Regions from separate parts of the Mus musculus genome. Here region 1 is linked to region 2. A link is a contact called in public HiChIP or PLAC-seq data. All regions are on one chromosome and are shown on one strand. The core of a region is the stretch at or near the end of the contact, and the rest is flanking DNA. Distances in the headings are between cores, read along the strand shown.

What was found. HiChIP or PLAC-seq counts read pairs in DNA pulled down with a chosen protein or histone mark.
Region 1: a contact with region 2 is called in an H3K4me3 HiChIP or PLAC-seq map of bone marrow-derived macrophages, with 2.8 times the contacts expected there. The contact joins two enhancer-like sites. A contact is called at or near these places in 6 of 39 promoter capture datasets (the HPC-7 cell line, embryonic stem cells, hippocampal neurons and 3 more), 2 of 484 Hi-C or Micro-C datasets (both in uterus) and 1 of 115 datasets of contacts at active chromatin or transcription factors (bone marrow-derived macrophages).

Annotation. Positions count from the first base shown.
Region 1 is chr12:36,072,879-36,078,318 of GRCm38.p6, reverse strand. No RefSeq gene overlaps it. Among named protein-coding and RNA genes, the nearest start is that of Tspan13, 33 kb to the right of the region's middle. Within about 2 kb of position 3,533, at least 20 of the 459 cell types and tissues checked have an H3K27ac peak or open chromatin away from gene starts, as enhancers often do. A contact at or near this core is called in bone marrow-derived macrophages, where this site is marked.
Region 2 is chr12:35,881,217-35,886,347 of GRCm38.p6, reverse strand. No RefSeq gene overlaps it. Among named protein-coding and RNA genes, the nearest start is that of Agr3, 42 kb to the left of the region's middle. Within about 2 kb of position 1,262, at least 32 of the 459 cell types and tissues checked have an H3K27ac peak or open chromatin away from gene starts, as enhancers often do. A contact at or near this core is called in bone marrow-derived macrophages, where this site is marked.

The sequences.
Region 1 (5,440 bases), core at 2,284-4,783, 190 kb before region 2:
TGTCTGTTTAGACACACTAACTACTTCCCTTTCTTTGATAATCTCTTGTGAAAGTAAATTAAAAGAGAAACCTGGGCCAGAGAGATGGCTCAGCTGGTAACTGCTCTAGCCTCGCAAGCCTGCCAACCTGAGTTTGACCCCAGAGCCCATGTAAAAAAAAAAAAAAAACCCAACCCAGTACCCACCTCAGCAAGGAGCCCATGTGAAAACCAATGCTGTCCATCAGCAAAGTGGGAAACAACAACAACAAAAAAAAACAACTCCCCAAAGCTGTCCTTTAACGCATGCTCACACTTAGAATATAAATAAACAATTTGAAAAGAGGATATGAGGCAGGGGCAGGCATAGTAGAGTAAACCTTTAATCCCAGTACAGATGAGGTAAAGGCAGGCAGATATCCATGAAACATGCACACACACACACACACACACACACACACACAAATCTTTTTATATTTTTTAAAGAAAATCTTGAAGGCTGAGTGGTGACTCAAGGATAAAGCATAAAAACACCTACCACTTTTCAATCCCCACAAACTAGATGAGGCCAGGCATGAAAACACACATTTACACACATCCGTGTTCCTAGTGCTCTAACCAGGATGGGAGGAAGAGACAAAAAAAAAATCTCAGAAGCTCACAGGGCAGTCGTCCCTACATCCACCGCAATAAACAGTAAGAGATCTTGTCTCAAAACAAGGTAGAAAACAAGGACTGACACCAGTCACACATATACATCATACACACAACAAAAATAAATATTTTAAAAGAAAAACTTTACTCCTGCTCAGTGGTAGGGCATTTTTTCCTAGCCTGCACAAGACCCTTGAAATCAATAGTGATAATATTAATTACAATAGTAATAATAATATACTTAATTAAATAAAAAGAAGAACAGGATGCCTTTAAGGATGCCCAAGGAAATCAAACCAGCTACATTTAACTATAACCAAATAAATACCTACGTTTTTAAAAAGTAAAGTAATTACAGTCATATAACTTGGGATTTTATAAACAAATCAACTGTCAATAACTAAGTAGTGTTTGGTTGTTTATTTTCCTTGTTCAGCTTTTTGCTTTATCTCTCTGTCTGTGACATTTCTATGTTGGAGCCAATGATCTCTTTCTGGATTGGAGTCCTCCAGTACAAAAAACATTATTTGCTCAAATAAAACCTGTATTGTGTCTTGCTTTATCTTTTAAACACACTGAAAAAGAATTTTTAAATTACAATTATTTTTAATTTACCTGGAATGGCTGGGTATTACACACATATGTAATCCCAACATTCCAGAGACTGAGGCAGGAGGATCACCACAAACTCAAGGCCTACCTGGGCTATGTTTACCAAAACCCTTTACTCAAAAAGTCTCACAAACTAATGTTGAGTGTGCTTACTATGGAGCATAAAGACCTGAGTTTAGATCCCAGTACCTATGTAACAAGCCAGGTACATACATGAAACCCCAAGATGGTGGGGATAGAAACAAGAGAACCATGGAGGCATATTGGCTGACAAACTCGCCAAAAAATCAAGCTCTAGTCATAGGGTGAGGTCTCATCACAAAAAGAAGGAACTGCACAGACCACACCTACATTACAGATGCGTACATACAACACACACATACATGACACCTACATAAACATGTGTACATACAACACATACCACACACACATATATACATATGAACATACAACATACATTCAACACATATATATACACATGTGCACATACAACATACACACAACACATCTTTGTATACATTTGTACATGCAACACAGACACACACATCTACATACACATGTATACATACAACACACACATCACACCTAAATAAACATGTTCACATATAACACACACCATACCTACACACTCATACACATATACTACCCCTACATACATGTGTGCACATACAAGACACACTCTCACATGCAGATACACACACTTACACATACACCTACACTTACATACAAAGAAGAAGAAAAGAATCTTGAATGTAATGGTTAAAGATGGTCAGAGAGATAGAGACAGAAAGACCAACAGAGAGACAGACACAGATATAGTCACAGAAACATCAAGTCAGAGGTAGAGAGTACAGAAGAAGTTCTCCCCATCCCTATTATGCTGGCATGAAAGATAGACAAAGGGCTGGAGCTGAGGGTGCAAACTGGAAACCAATGATTCAAAGACTTTGTTATCTACTTGGATCCTTTGGAAGGAACATGGCCTTGACAATCCATTTCATATTGTGGCTTCCCAAACTGTAAGTGACAAATTGCTATGCCACTTCTGTGGTGATTTGTTCTCACGGTGCCAATAAGAAACTTACATGACCAAACAGTAATGGAACCACGGGAGCATTGTTTGTGTTGCCTTTATGTGTGCTGGCAAAGCTGCCACTGTGCAAACCACTGCCTGGTGGCCATGGTTACTGCCCTGAAAGGCAGCTGAAGCCACCTGTGAGTTGTGTTTCCTATACTGCCTGTGTTCAGTAGTTGTTTTTCCTCATGTGACTTACAATATGGGTTAGAAGGCATATTTGACATAATAAGAAACACCCCTACATTAGTGTTAAAGGCAGACAATTTAGAGGAGCATTCAAGAAACACTTGTATTTATACCCAGTTAATGACAGATCAGTAATCAAGAACTTTGAGCAGTTCTTCATTACCTTCGTTTCTAATTAATCGTCTTATAAATGTGAGTAGAACTGACTTACAATGAATCTTTTGAGTTAATTCTGGGATTATCATCATAGATTGATATTAAAAATGCTTATCAAACCATGGAACACTTACTTTCTTTAATTAAATATTGATCTGTGATGTTTTGGGTACAAAGCCCAATGATGGTTGGCTTACTTCCGCGCCTGTGGATGATGAAGAGTGGGGTTCCATCGTTTTCACGCTCTGGGCTGGATTCTCCAAGTGTATTATCCTATCCTATTCTTTTTTTTTTTTTTTTTTTTCTGATGGGGTGGGGAGAACTTCTGTGCTCTCTCCATGACTATAGGACACTCTTGTCTTGAATGAGTCAAAATTTTATCACCACTTGGCTGAGTGCAACAGGCCCATGTGTCCTCTCTCCTAAGATCCATGTGGCTGCTTCAGACCACCTGCAAGACACAGCCTACCCACTCCATCTTAAAACCTTTATCAAGTTACCTGTGCAAAGCCATTGAAGGTCAAAGAGGCCCAGGGTTAGGATGAGAATGTCTTGGGGACTCTCATGACACATACAATTATCAAAGCGCTAATTGGAATATAAAGAAGCTTGGTAAAGCAGGTGTGTGCATAGTGTATGTGAAGGTTGACCTTTGGTTAAAAAAATAATAAAAGTATTTCATTCACAGCAAGTGAAGGTAAAAGGATTATAAGCCATGGGTGCTTGGTTTCAGCTTTGCTCAAATTAAAGCTAAAAGCTCCTTATGCAAAGGAGCCTAAAGGAAAACTGAATGTGCTGACTTGACTCTGAGCGAGTAGAGCCCTAGTTAGTCATTCCTAAGGATTGGTAAGTGAGAAAGATGAGGAGGCTTGGCCCTTTTGTAGTTCCCCATCTTCTTAGCCTGTTTACTAAGAGAGGGGCCCCCTCCTGAGGCTTAAATTTTGTATTCTTCACATATGTATTAGCACTAGTGTGTATTAGCTATGCTCTGAGTATTGCTGACCTTACAATCACTTTGGTTTATAGGAACCAATATTTGTGTTAGAGCACTGCATTTGTTTGCTTATGGCATGAATGATGTTTGCCAAGGAGGCTGAAGTCTTCATCAGTCTTGTGACCTGTGACTTCATTGATCTTGTCATAGTCACTCAGCCAACTGATGATTAAAGTTTGAGTCACTCAAGACAAGAGTGTCCTATAGTCTTATTCTTTGTAAAGCTTTAATTTGTAATTCAACACACACACAAACTGCTCATAACCGGGTCTTGAACTCTTAGAGACTCACCTGTTCCTACTTCCCAAGATACAATTAAAAGTGTGTGTGTGTGTGTGTGTGTGTGTGTGTGTGTGTGTGTGTGTGTTTGTGTGCAGGTACCTTCAGAGTAGAGAAGAGGACATGAATCCCTTAGAACTGGAGTTATTCAGACATTTGTGAGCCACTTGACGGTATTCAAATGTAGTCTTCATGGTTGATTAGCAAGTACTCTTAACTACTGAGCCATCTATCTAAGTCGATACATACAAACTTCTTAAGTGCTAAATTTTTCAAAAAAAAGTATTGACATTTTGTAGCATGGGATTTCAGAAGTCCCTCTTTAGCTAAAATCCTTCAATAGTATATATCATCGGTCTCCAGTGAAAGGAACCCACAATGTTGGCTGAACTGCTTCATGGACACCTGAATGCACCCCTCAATTTTCCTCTTCACTCATTGAAGTGTGAAAGTTCATGGCCTGCAACTTTCCTGCCATAGATGTCCAAGTGGAAAAACATTTCTTCCGTCCTGTCAAGATAGTGCAGGAGTTGTGAGTGCCCATGTGGCTATTTTTTTTTTTCTGGGATTTTCGTTTGTGTGTTTGTCTCTTGAGACAGGGTCTTATATAGCTCAGGCTGACCTCGAACTCCCTAATGTAGCCAAAGATAACCTTGAGCTCTTCTTGCTCCTTTCACTTTCACCTCCCAAGTGCTCTGATTACAAGAGTGTGCATTGCTTTGGGGACTAGGGAAATTCCTCCACCGCCACCCCCCTTTGGATCCTTTCTCCCTCTAGCTCAGCTGCCCAGGCCTGGAGTTTGCCAGACAGTTGCTCCTACAACCTAAGAGCCAGTCTGCTCACCAGGAGGCTGCATTAGATAACTTGATCATGATTCTTTGGTTAGGGTTGTTGATTAGTTCTTTAAAAGCTGAGTGTCTCCGCCTGAGTGTTCTCCTGTGAGCTGATTTAAAAACAAAACAAAAACCCCAACACTTAGAGCTTTGCATTTCTCTGGGCTTTAAATGCTAGCATTTTCCCTGGCTTTTGATCTCACCAGAGTCCTCATTAGCTTTCTCTGAAGCTGAAGGCAGACCCCGAGAACTGAAGAGTGGCCTGAATGTCCTGTATCCAATGCTCTGCAAAAGGTTGTAATCGCTTCTCTGAAAATCATGGGAGTGCACTGGGTGGTACGTAAATAATTAAGTAGCGACTTTAAGGCTTTGTAGTGAAAGCAGCTTTGTACAAAATTAAGTGCTTTTTAATAAGTAACTTAGATGCCACCTTTTCAGCCTGAACTTATCATCCCCGGAAACTGCACAAATGATGAATGTTAACAGCTTTGATCTCAGGATGACACCAGGGGCTCACTTCCTTCTTGCAAATGAATGCTTTGTGAAAAGTCAGGAAATCTGTTGCTATTGCCAGCACTTCTCACTTCAGGGAGATAACGGTATTAGTTATTCTTCTCATTGCTGTGACAAAATATTTGACTAAAACAACTTATGGATGGTTTGTTTGTAG
Region 2 (5,131 bases), core at 13-2,512:
GTCTGTATGGCAGGTGTATGCAAGAACCCGTGGTATCGGATCTCCTGGAGCTGAAGTTATGTGCAGCTGTGAACCATATAACTTGGGTGCTGGGAATCGAACTCAGATCCTCAGAAAGAGCAGCAAAAGAGCTCCTAACAGGTGCTCCATCTTTCAGATCATACGTTTTTACTTGTTTCTACCAACACTCCTCTCTTAGACACAGGACTAAGAACGATTTATTCTTTACTAGAATAAAGGGGATAACTAATTAAATAACTAACGAATAAGTTAAAAAATGGTCACCCATTATTGACTCTTCTAAGGAGTCCATCCGTGTTATGTTTCCTCAAAGAACTCAGGGCCGTTTAGATTCTCTCCAAGCAAAGAGAGATCGTTTCTGCCTTAGAATAGGAAGAAGCAATGGTGACCACAATCCCCAGGATCAGAAGACCATAGAGTCATGGTAAGTTTTTAAAGTTAATAGAAAGGTAACTTCAGTGTTAAAATGGGGCCAAATAGGGATAATGGCTGCCGGGCGCCTTTGGGCTTTCCTGACTTCTCTCAGCTGCTCTCTGCTACATCCTGATGGAACCAGATCGATGACTGTGCACAGATTGCACATGCAAACATTTTCACTTGGCTCCCGACAAGAATTAAACAAACATCAACGGATGCCTAACATGTTTTCTTGAGGGCTTTTCTAGATTTTCATCGGAGGCTACGAGTTTCGTTAAAACATTCATGATTTCACTGTGCGATTTTTTTTTTTTTTCGGAAGAGCTCAGCGGAATGGGCAGACTGGGAGTTCCAGAGACTGGGAGCCAGAACTTGGAAGTCACTGTCCACCTTAAAACATCCACTGGGAGGGGAGGCGTGCAGGTGGGGCTGTGTCTTAGTTGCTGTGGTTTACGGGTGCCACAGTTACTTTTCCGCTGTTCTCTCTTCCAACACCGCTCGAACTCTCTTCAAGCTGCTTCCCTTTTTAAGACCCTGTTTCTCGCTTCCCCTTCCCTCTGGTTCCTCCCCGTGTTATTCCTCCCTTCCCCCAACCTTATTTTTGTGACTTTTCCCTCATAACAGACTCATCCCCTGCTCTGCTTAGAAACTAGTCTTTTTGTTTTTCTATGGGTCCCACTGCTTTGCTTTGCAAAGAACTGGGAATTTGTTTACACAGTTATGTTTGCACACTAAAAGCCTGCTTACTTGAATTGGCTCCCACTGTGAGACAACCTCCACTTCTGCTGCTTACATTTTTCCTACACAGGAGACATTCACAGGGCACCCAGCTGCACAAGGTGGCGCTATGTGCTCACCGACCACACATTCTAATAGTAGCTTGGTCTTGATCAGAACAAAGCTCTTTGTTTTTGTTTGCTTGTTTGTTTGTTTTTTTGTTTGTTTGTTTGTTTTAAAAAAAGAAAAGCAGCATTCTCATATAGGCAGAAGATGGCAATGTTTCCTGTTCTCTGACATGTTTCCTCAGTGTGTGTGGAGTTAATTATTGCTCCTTGGATGTGGGCTTGCAGTCTCAAACCTCCTATACCCCTTTTAGAAATGTAAAGCTCTAAAGAGAGATCCATTTGCTGGGTGCAGTTGCCCCTTTAATGTCAGCACTTGGGAGGCAGAAGCAGGCAGATCTCCAGGAGTTTGAAGACAGTCTGGTCTATATAACAAGCTCCAGGTCAGCAAGGCTATATAATGTCTCAAGGAAAGAAAAAAAATAATGATAATTACTTTCAGCAAATTGTTTATATGAAGGTCGAAATATAAATGCCAACAGTGGCTCCTCCTTAAACCTCTTCCTTAAACTACCAAAACTACTGCTGACCCATAGGTTTTCCCATTTCTCTCTAGGCATGTCCTGGATAAAACTTGGACCTCACACTTCCTCAGATCCCATCAGCTTCTTCACCCTGAAACTCCCACAGTGGACCGCCTACCCCCACCCCAAGAAGACCCAGAGAACTGTCACAGTGTTGTGGGCTCCCATTCCCATACTACATGGGTGGCACAGGCCAATTCTTTTGCTTCTCCTGCAGTGCTTAATTATACACAGACTGAAGAGCTAGGGATCGGAGGAGTAGAGATACCCAGAAGGCCCATTTTCAATAGCTAGGGTCTGAAAAGACGTCCAGGACATGATTACCACATGGCCCTGGTTGTCTGACTCATAGAGTACACTTTGTGGAATGTTGACTTAGTAAAGAAAATTAAAAAATAAAAATAAAAACCATTGGATTTCTCAGGGATTGAAGATTAAACAAAGTAATAAAGACATATATTTATAATAACAGTATAACAAGCCACATTATTGCATATGCTAGAGTTTATATAAGTCAAGTAATAGATTTGTAGGTAAGTCACAATGCCAAACAAGATCATGCAAGCATGTTATGTGTTACGAACCAGGATTAGTTCCCTGGGGCCTCTGATTTGTGGGACTTCCTCATAGCGCTCAGCTGAGGTGCTGCATGCCACCTGTGCTGAGGCTTGCCTCTGCTACACAGTTTCCAGGGTCTTGTCAATAAGTACTGACATGTTCATGCCATGCTAACCTGTGCAACAGTTTTCTGAGGGACCTGAAAGCAGGAAGAAAAACAGACTGATAAGAGAGTCCATAGAACTACTTACTCACAGTGAGGCAATTAAATTAAAAAGGCAACACGTAACAGAACTAAACAATGTCCAATGGTTGAACATGGCTTAACGGAGAGAGGCACCAATATTATCTGTTGGGTGTTTAAGTCTTCTGAGCATTAGTATGTTCTGTTCCTCTGAGGTAATGCCTTCTGTCTTCTCTCAACTGTGCTTAGGATGCCCAATGCCACCTCAGGTTCTCCTACAGTGGTTTTCTCATCCATTTAACCCCTTGAGTGATGTTGGCAGAATCCCATGTGCCCCATGGCAGTGTGCTTTTCCCATTCTCTTTCTTTCTCTTTCCTATTACTGTGTTCAGAGAAACCCCCACTCTACCAAGAGAAAGAAAGAAAGAGAGAAAGAGAGAGAGAGAGAGAGAGAGAGAGAGAGAGGGAGAGAGAGAGAGAAAGAAAGAAAGAAAGAAAGAGAGAAAGAAAGAAAGAAAGAAAGAAAGAAAGAAAGAAAGAAAGAAAGAAAGAAGGGAAAGAAATTCTGTAAGTTCACCAGGTCACAAAAGAAAAGAAAAGAAATTTAAAAAGAAGATGTAAAAATATTCCTAGTTGGGAATAGGAGAGGTATCAGTGAGAGAGACAGTAGACAATAGAGGACAATGGGGGATGGACATGACCACATGCATGATGGAGATAAACCGAAAGACCACAATGAACCCAGCACTGCGTATAATATATTAATGCAGGTTTTTTAAGAGTTAAGATTCCTAGGGTGAGACTCTGTTGCAGGGCCATCCTCTCCCTATTCTGCCATTTGGAGGTCTCACTCACCTAAAGAGTGTTTTCCTGCTGAAGTCACAAAGCCAGTCAGATGTGTATCCTACTCACAAACACAGGATTCTCTCCCAGGGTCATAATGGAAACACTGGTAAAATCTGTGTGTTTGTATGCTCAAGTAAAAGAAGTCAAACTGAAAGTCACAGGAAATCTTTTTAGCTATTTGGAGATTCTCATTCACAATGGTGAAAATCGTCTGAGAGAGATGGAGAAAGCCAGTAGCATGAAAGAAAAATGAAACAGACCCAAGGCAGATGATAACAGAGGAGATCACTTGGAAAGCAGAGAAACAATGTAACAATAATGACAGTGACACAACAGGCACCAAGGGGGTTAAGTAAGGAAAACCAACCTTTGACCTTTTAACAGACCTTTACTAAAGTGCTGGCCCCCACAGGTAAGCTTGGTGGTTCTTCTCAGAAACCTGTCTAGAAATGAGAGCAATGACATAGATAAGGAATGCCTGAAAGACACAACTGGAGAGAAGACACCAAACCAGCGCTCTCAAGTTACAGCATGGGAAGTCCAGAAGTGGGAAACAAGCAAAACATGGGTGGAAAATTCAAAATATAAAAATGGCATTTCCCAAAGCTAAAAAGACATGAGGCTTTGGGGTGACTTGGGACTGAAGGAAAGAAGAGATGTTAGGGAGAGAGCAAAGTTTTTCATGCTGCCCAAGAGCTGGGGAAGATGCTCCCAACCAATGTTGGGGAGAATCAGAGTAGGCTAGGCATTTTGGATGTTAGGAAGCAATAGACCAGTGTTATAAAAGATCTGAAAAGTGGGTTGTAGGTAGAACTTTAGATTCTTCTATGGTGATGTAAATAAAAATATATCCAGAACATGGAAACTTCTAAGTTTTGTAACTGTTTTGCTAGCATTTTCCCCCCTCTCTCTATCTCTATCTTTCTCTGTCTGTCTGTCTCTCTTTCTCTCTCTCTCTGTTTTTCTCTGTCTCTCTGTCTCTATCTGTCCCTGTCTCTGTCATTCTGTTTCCTTCTCTTTCTCTCTCTGTTTTTCTCTGTCTCTCTGTATCTGTCTCTGTCTCTCTGTCTCTCTGTCTCTGTCTCTCTCTGTCTCTCTCTGTGTCTCTCTCTCTCTCTCTCTCTCTCTCTCTCTCTCTCTCTCTCTCTCTCTCTCTCTCTCTCTCTGTGTGTGTGTGTTTGCCTTTGGTGTATGTGTACATAGCAATCCAGAGGAGGTCCTTAGGTTCTATTACTGTCAGCTTTCTTGTTTTGAGGCAGGGTTTCTTCCAGAACCTAGAACTCATGTTTTCAGCTAGACTGGCAGCCAGCAAGCTTTAGTGACTCCTCTTTTCTCTGTCCCCCACAGATTTGGGGTTGCAGTTACACAAGAGACCACACCCAGCTTGTTGCATGGGTGCAAGGATCTGAACTCAACTTCTCATATTTATGCTTCAAGAACACTTAACCACTAGCAAACTCTTCAGCACCCAAGTGAAAAATTCTTGTCAGGTATTTTTTGCATGCTAAGAGAAAAAGAAAGGAAGGAAAAAAAATTAAAGGTGACTAGAAAGGATACAATTAACAGTAATGGTTCAGGAGGGGTCTGGTTAATACTAGGATAGCAGTTATATGAGCAAGCCTGAAAAACAGTCTCAAAGAGTTTGTATGCTGTTCTGATGTTTATTTATTTGTAATATTTTTCAAAATTATACATATACAAATGTGTCTGTATGGGATGCTCACATTTGTGCAAATGCC